Regions from separate parts of the Sminthopsis crassicaudata genome. Here region 1 is linked to region 2. Evidence: chromatin contacts called from public Hi-C data. All regions are on one chromosome and are shown on one strand. Each heading gives the region's core, a stretch centred on a gene start, on an enhancer-like site or on the middle of the called end of the contact. The rest is flanking DNA. Distances are from core to core; before and after follow the strand shown.

Evidence for each region. Hi-C and Micro-C count contacts between places; a contact is called where the count stands out from the background.
Region 1: a Hi-C map of hippocampus shows a contact between it and region 2, with 5 times the contacts expected there. The contact joins the promoter of FADD here to the promoter of FGF19 in region 2. A contact is called at or near these places in 2 of 2 Hi-C or Micro-C datasets (fibroblasts and hippocampus).

The regions. Positions count from the first base shown.
Region 1 is chr6:254,300,210-254,303,813 of ASM4859323v1, forward strand. FADD (Fas associated via death domain) reads left to right here and starts at 1,672. Exons shown (of 3, transcript XM_074276645.1): 1 at 1,672-1,838.
Region 2 is chr6:253,863,753-253,867,616 of ASM4859323v1, forward strand. FGF19 (fibroblast growth factor 19) reads right to left here and starts at 1,838. Exons shown (of 3, transcript XM_074275992.1): 1 at 1,613-1,838; 2 at 1,066-1,169. The coding sequence starts at 1,838.

The DNA of each region.
Region 1 (3,604 bases), core at 422-2,921, 440 kb after region 2:
AGATGTGAGGCCTTCCTGACTTCCAGGCTCAGCACTGACCACTGTAACTGCCTGCAGAGCTCCGGGCCAGCCTGTCTTTCTCCAGGGTCAGTGTCCCGTGTCCCCAGCCCAGGCCAGATTCCAGAGGCGGCGAGATGAATCCCCTCCCTGCATCTATGGAGTCTTCCTCAGAGCCAGGCTCCAAATGGCCTGGTTTTAAACTGTTCCTCATTAGCCAGAGTTTGGGGGGGGGGCAGCCACTGACAGAGGGCCGGGCCCTAGAACGCCGGAGCCAAAGCGGAAGTGAACGCGGGTGAATGGGGCTCTGGTGCCCGGAGCCCATCTCCAGGGCGTCCCTGAGGAGACGGGTGGTGGGGAACTTCCAGGAAAGGCAGCAGGAGAGCTTCAGAAACCAGTCACGCCGGCCGTCCGTCCGTCATTCAGGGAGCGGGCGTTTCCTTTCTGGCCAGAGACCCTAAAGCGATAAACCTCTGCGGTGCTGCGCATAGTCTGCCCGGGTTTTAGCCGTGTCTCGGCTGTTAGAAAAGCCCCGAGATGTGGGAGAGAGAATAAGACAGCCGGGGCCCTGGGGAACAGCTCGGTGGCCGAGCTCCAGCACGGAGGTCTCCAGCCGAGTGCCCGGCCCGACGTGGCGCCAGGCGCGGTTTTCTCAATGACTCGGAGAAGGGCCGAAGCAGGCGCCGCCATCCCGAGGGGCCCACGGCTAGAAGGACCCACGGACGCTGGGGACGGGGCTGCTTTTCCGGCTCCCCCTCCCTCTCTGACTGCTCCTTCTTGATCTCCCTGGCTGGCTCTCCCCCAGGGGCCTCCCGGGCTGGGCCTCTCCTCTTGCCCTCTGACCCACCCCACATGGAGGGGACCACGTTCAGTCTCACGGAGATGATGCTCACGCCTCCTGCCCCTCCTCGGTCTCATGGTTTGGGCCTGGGCCGAAGTCCAGCGGGCATCCCGGGCTCACCAGCACAGAAGCCAGCGCTCCCTCTCACCCTCCTCACTTCTCTGACGTATGGAGGGCGCCACATCCTCCGGACACCCCGCCTCCCCCCATTCTCCCCCTGCCCCATTCTCCCCTGCCCCATTCTCCCCCTCCCCCATTCTCCCCCTGCCCCATTCTCCCCCTGCCCCATTCTCCCCTCCCCCATTCTCCCCCTGCCCCATTCTCCCCCTGCCCCATTCTCCCCCCTGCCCCATTCTCCCCCTCCCCCATTCTCCCCCTGCCCCATTCCCACCCCTGCCCCACTCTCCCCCTGCCCCATTCTCCCCCTGCCCCATTCTCCCCTGCCCCATTCTCCCCTGCCCCATTCTCCCCTGCCCCATTCTCCCCCCTCCCCCATTCTCCCCCTGCCCCATTCCCACCCCTGCCCCACTCTCCCCCTGCCCCACTCTCCCCTGCCCCACTCTCCCCCTGCCCCACTCTCCCCTCCCCCATTTTCTCCCCCTGCCCCATTCTCCCCTGCCCCATTCTCCCCCTGCCCCATTCTCAATCCGGTAGTTGCCGCTGGGGTTTCTCCCTTCACCTGACAGCCGGGCAGGGCTCGGAGCTCCTTGGCCCGAGAGGAGGCAGAGGCCCTTGGAGGGACGGGCTGCAGACGTGGTCTTGGAGTGCCCTCTGGTGGCCCGGTCGGGGCTGCCCCAGCCCAGTCTCCGCCCCAGAACCCAGCAGGAAATCCCCAAGTCTGGCCCGGCCCAGGTCACCCGCAGGAACCAGGAAGTCGGGGCCCTTCTTCGGAGGAAGGCCTGCTTTCCGACTGGGGGGCCCGGCCTTCCCGATTTTGCCTCCCCCTGGACCTCTCCACCCACGTGGCCCTGCGGAGTTGGCATTGGTGGGCACCAGGTGGGTGAGTGGGGCTGTCTGCTGCCCGGGCTGAGGGGGGAGGGCTTCTGGGAAAGTCCAGACCAGTGGGGGGGGGGGGAGGAAAGCACCCAAGAGGCTCGACAGGACCCCAAAGTGAGAGCAAAGGGACAAGAAAGGGGCAAAGTCTGGGGGCAAGCAATCAGCCAACCAGCACTGATCCCTGGGAAGGAAATCCCAGCCAGTCCCGGGCCGATCTGAAGGAAATCCAAGCCGGGAGTTGAGGAATGAGCCATCCCGGCAAGTCTCTTAGAAGACATCGCTGAAATTCTAGGATCCGTTAGGGATCCGAAGGGAGCGCTAGGAACTTTGGGGATTAACCCTTTCCTGGCGTCCCAGCCTCTGACCCCCAGAATCACCCACTGAGTCATGGGATAGAGTGGGGAGAGGAGAGAGATTCTAGAGCCATTGACGGGAGCCTGAGGTTGGGAGGGTCTGGGACAGTCCCTGCAAGAGGAAAAAGGGAAGGCTCCAAACCTGCTCCCGGCAGGGGGTCCTGTCTCGGGGCTTGGACTGTGGGCGGCTTTTCTGGCAGCTTTTTAGGGGATTCGCTTCTCCAGGGCAGATATTCCTTCGGTTGATAGATTTTTTTTCTCTGCTGAGGCAATTGGGGTTAAGTGACTGGCCCAGGGTCACACAGCCAGGACGTGCTCAATGTCTGAGGCCAGATTGGAACTCGGGTCCTCCTGACTTCAGGGCTGGTGCTCTCTCCACTGCGCCCCCTAGCCGCCCCTCGGAATAAATCTTAATACAATTCAAGTTTGTTGTGTGAGTAACCAGCTGGAGTGCTGAGAGCTATTTAAACCTTATCGCTCTAATGAGAACATCAGATAGGAAATTTCTAGACCAGAGAATGTTCATTTGTCCATACTTCCTTCTGCTCCTCTCCTCATCTCCATCAGATAGTTGGATATTGCCCAAAACAGGCTGAAGGAGGAACCTAAAACATAAATTGCGAGCCCCCGACTAGTAGAATGAGACTTTGCAGTTGTAAACTTGAGAGCTGCAATAGGATTATTAGGCTCATACTAACAGATGCCTTTTAAATTGGCCAAGACTCTGCCATCATTTAACTTCTGGTGCTCCTCTGGTTCATTCTTCATCTCAGATTCAGGTTCCAGAGAGGGAAGAAAGTCCAGTTTAACACCTATGTTTGCCTTGTGATGTGGGCTAGCAAACTGTCATGTTGATATATTTAGGAAATTCTAAAGCAAACTGAAGAATCGGGAAATTCTGAACCAATTCTTGAGTTTTGTATTTATAATCATCCCATCTTATTACTAACTTTCCACCAAAACCAAAATCTAGTTATTTACTTTTAGCTGAGAATAAGATTCTGCTAAGGAATATCAACAAACATTTTGTTTATAAGAAGTGAGCTTGAATATAAAAATGAATTAATTTGAAATGAATTGAGTTGTAACAAAGATTCTGGGATGGGATGTGTAAATACATTGACTAATTTCAAAACCATACATATCAATTAAACTGTTTATAATAAAATATGTTTGCCCTTCAGTACCCAAGTGGTAATTCTAACTAAATAATAAAGCCAAATAAAAGTAACTTTTCCCATTTAGGTAACATTTAAGTAATGGATTTCATTAATTACTTTCCTCCAGCAGAGGTTCTCAAACTACAGCCCACGGGCCACATGCGGCTGCTGAGGACGTTTTTGCAGCCCGCTGGGTTATGGCAAATGGGCTGAGGGACGGAGACAGAGTGTGAGCTTTTGTTTTTACTACAGTCTGG
Region 2 (3,864 bases), core at 588-3,087:
GCTAAGAAACAAGTCTGGAGCTCCCCCCCCCCCCAATTATCAGTAGTCACTTTCCCGAACCTGAAGGGGGCAGGGAATGTTTGGTTTCCTGCAGATCTGAGCACAGAGCCTGGGGCTTACCAGATGATGGACAGCTCCAGCTCCCCCATCCCTCGCTGCTATTATCACCCCCATTTTCTAAAGAAATCGAGGCTCAGAAAGGGAGAATGGCTAGAAAACCGTGCAGCTGGGAAGTGGCTCGGAGCTGCTGGGGCTTTTAAATTTACGATTTTATTAAAAATGCAGCAAACCCGGCTCCAACCTCGACCCCCAAGGTTCTCCAGTGGGATTTCCTGGGATGCTTAGAGAAACCAAGGAGACTTAAAGTCACAGGAAAGGACTTTCGGGGACTATCAGGGGCTCTTGCGGGCAATTAAAGCATCCGTTTTAGGATTATTTGAAGGGCTCGTTTCTGGCAGCACGCCGCAGGGACAATCACAATCTCGCTTCCGGTGCAGAAGCCACAGCTCCCGCACAAAGCCCCCGGCTCGGGGCTTTCCTGGTTTTTCGGCCCTGATTGGGAGCTGAAGCTCCAAGCCAAAGTAACACTAGCTCCTGGTTCTCAGATCTCGGGGCGGTAGTTTATCAGAACCCCTGGAAGGAGCGTCTGAGACCTTTTTCTTGCAAATAGCATCCAGCAATCCCCTCCCCCGACTAGGGCTGGAACCGGAGCCGCCAGCCTCCCAAGCTGCAGTCTGGGACCCCCGGGCTCCCCAGCCTCTTCCACACCTCCGGCAGGGCCTGGCTCCCGGCTGCTTAACACAAAGAAGCCAAATTCCTTCCCTAGCGCAGCTCCAAAGCCCGCCGAGAACTTGACATCCCTAATCTCTTTAGCGCTTCCCAGAGTCTCCAGGGAGTCAGTATCACAATTTTGCAGGTGAGGAAACTGAGGCTCGCAGCCCTCTAGTAGTTTGGAGCCCAGGGTCACACAGAGAGAGAGGAGCCGATAGCCCCAGCCCCGCCATTGGAGAGCCCGGGGAGCCAGTTACCCAAGCCCACGAGGGTCTTTCTGGGGATTTGATTTACCGATCCCTGGAGCCTCCCGGAGTCTCCCATGCACAGGTACCGAGAGCTGCGGACGCCCTTGATCGCCACGATCTGACGCGCTACCGCCTTGATCTCCAACAAACCTGAGCAAAAAGGAGACAGGTGAGCAGGGGGAGGGGGGGAGGAGTAGGGGAGAGCGCCCCGACGGGGCGTCCGAACGCAGCCCACAGGCGGGGAGACCGCGCGGCCTCAACCCAGGCTGCTGATGGAAGCGTGTGAGGGGAGTGGCGGGGACGGATGCGGCGCCACCCGCCAGAAGCCAAGGCTATCCCGGGAGCAGGACGGAGGAGCGCCCGCCGCTGGGCCCGGAGGATCGGGGCAGAGAGCCCTGCGGTCTGCTGGAGAGCCTGGACCGGCGCCCCGGGGGCTTTCGTCTGGAGGGAGGAGGGAGGGAGGGAGGGTCTGGAGTTCCCAGGAAGGGCTAGCAAGCACAGCCAAGCGTGTGCAGAGAAATTCACGTACACGCGTTCTCTCTCTCCCACGCGCGCGCGCGCACACTCACCCACACTCGGGCTCAGCAACTTACTCAGCGCGCTCTGACTCCGGCTGCCGTCCACGCGGCCGTCGCGGTGGATCCGCAGGAAGAAGCTGGCCGGCCCGTGCCGGTTGGCGGTGTAGAGGTGCCGCGCACGGATGGGGTCCCCCCAGCCGTAGTAGACGTGCGGGCCGGCGTCCACCAGCGGCCGGGCGCGCACCGTCGGGGCCATCCAGAGCGCAACCACGGTGAGCAGAGGAGTCAGCAGCAGGGCCATGGCGCAGCCGGCGGGAGCTCGGGCCGGGGCTCTCCAAGCCGCCGCTGTGGCACACGGAGCGCTGGGCACGACCCGCGCGGGCACCCCAGGCACGCGGCCGGTTCTTCCCGACGGGCGGACAGAAGGAACCAAGGCGCTGGGATGCGGAGGAAGAAGAGAACCGAGCGGCTGCAGGTGTTCACGCCTTTTATAGGGCTCCTTATCTGCCCATTGATGAGGTTTCTGCAACTATAGCTAGAGCATTTCATACCAGGGTCAAATCTCAGGGGGTCAGTCCACACCCAAATCCACTGGCGACTTTTTCACACACACACACACGTACCGCCCGCACCCCCCCACGCGCGGGGACTGGCCTTCTCTTCCCCCCCCCCCCAGTCCTTTGGGCTCCGCCCCCAGCCGGCCCTCCCACACAGGCCGTTGCAGTGGGGATGGGCGGTGTGGGGGGAGGAGGCTAGAAAGGAAGGAGGGAGAGCAACGGAAGAGGGGAAAGGGGAAGCAGGGAGAGGAAGACAAGGAGGAGAGGAGATAAAGAAGGAGAGAAGGAGGAAAAGAAATAAGAAGGGAGGGAGAAAGGGGGGAGGAAAGGGAGAGAACAAAGGAGGGAAGGAAGGAGGGAAGAAGAAAAGGAGAAACGGAAAGACTTGCTGACTGGCTGGCTCCTGGAGGCCCAGTTGTGGGTAACAAACAGTCTGCCTGCCGAGAGAAGAGAAGCTTATGGGAAGGTTGGATGTCTGAGATTGTCCAGAGGGCAAACTGGGGAGCTCAAATCCAGAGAGAGAAGGATGGCTGCCGTCTCCTCGGCCCTGCCTCCCCCCCAGCACCCCGTACCTTCCTCTACCACTCCCCTGGTGGACCACAACAAAGGAAAGCTGGCAGGGCCCAGGTGGGATGGAGATGTGGCTGGAAAGGGCTTAGACAGGGAGGAAAGGACAGGGACATCTTGGGCAAGGGCCTTTCTCTTCCCAGGCATTTGGCTGGGAATCCATAAACCCAAAACCCAAACCACAGGAACATAAACCCAAAGAGTGGTCAGTCATCCATCTGGACACCAAAGGTCCCGAGGAGCCTCCGATTACCGACACTCTGCTACTTCATCTGGCAATTGGATTTTAGAAAGTCCCCCTTAGGAACTCAGTTAATTAGAGAGAACTCCTTAAAATTAAGGAGAGGAGAGGAGACAAGAGAGGATGAGACAGAGAGAGAGAGGAGAGAGAGAGAGAGAGAGAGAGAGAGAGAGAGAGAGAGAGAGAGAGAGAGAGAGAGAGAGAGAGAGAGAGACAGAGACAGAAAGAGAGACAGAGACAGAGAGAGACAGAGACAGAGACAGAGAGACAGACAGAGACAGAGACAGAAAGAGAGAGAGAGAGACAGAGAGAGAGACAGAGAGAGAGAGAGAGAGAGAGAGAGACAGAGACAGAGACAGAGACAGAGAGACAGAGGCAGAGACAGAAAGAGACAGAAAGAGACAGAGACAGAGAGACAGAGAGAGACAGAGAAAGAGAGAGACAGAGAGAGACAGAGACAGGGACAGAGACAGAGAGACAGAGACAGAGAGACAGACAGAGACAGAGACAGAAAGAGAGAGAGACAGAGAGACAGAGAGAGACAGAGAAAGAGAGAGACAGAGAGAGACAGAGACAGAGAGAGACAGAGACAGAGACAGAGAGACAGAGACAGACAGAGAGACAGAGACAGAGACAGAAAAAGAGAGAGAGAGAGAAAGAGAGAGAGAGAGAGAGAGAGAGAGAGAGAGAGAGAGAGAGAGAGAGAGAGAGAGAGAGAGAGAGAGAGAGAGAGAGAATAGAAGGAAATGGCCTCCCGGACATTGGAATCCCAGCTATCAGGTATCACCTTGGAAGTGACACAATATCTTGGAGTCCCAATTACCCTCTTGACAAAATGGCATCAGTGATAGCTGGGCTGTGATGTCTTTGGGAGCAATCACTTAGAGAGGCAAGCTCACATTTATTTATTAAGCTCTCACTGTGTGTCAGGCACTCTGCTAAGGGATGGCCATTATTAGTCA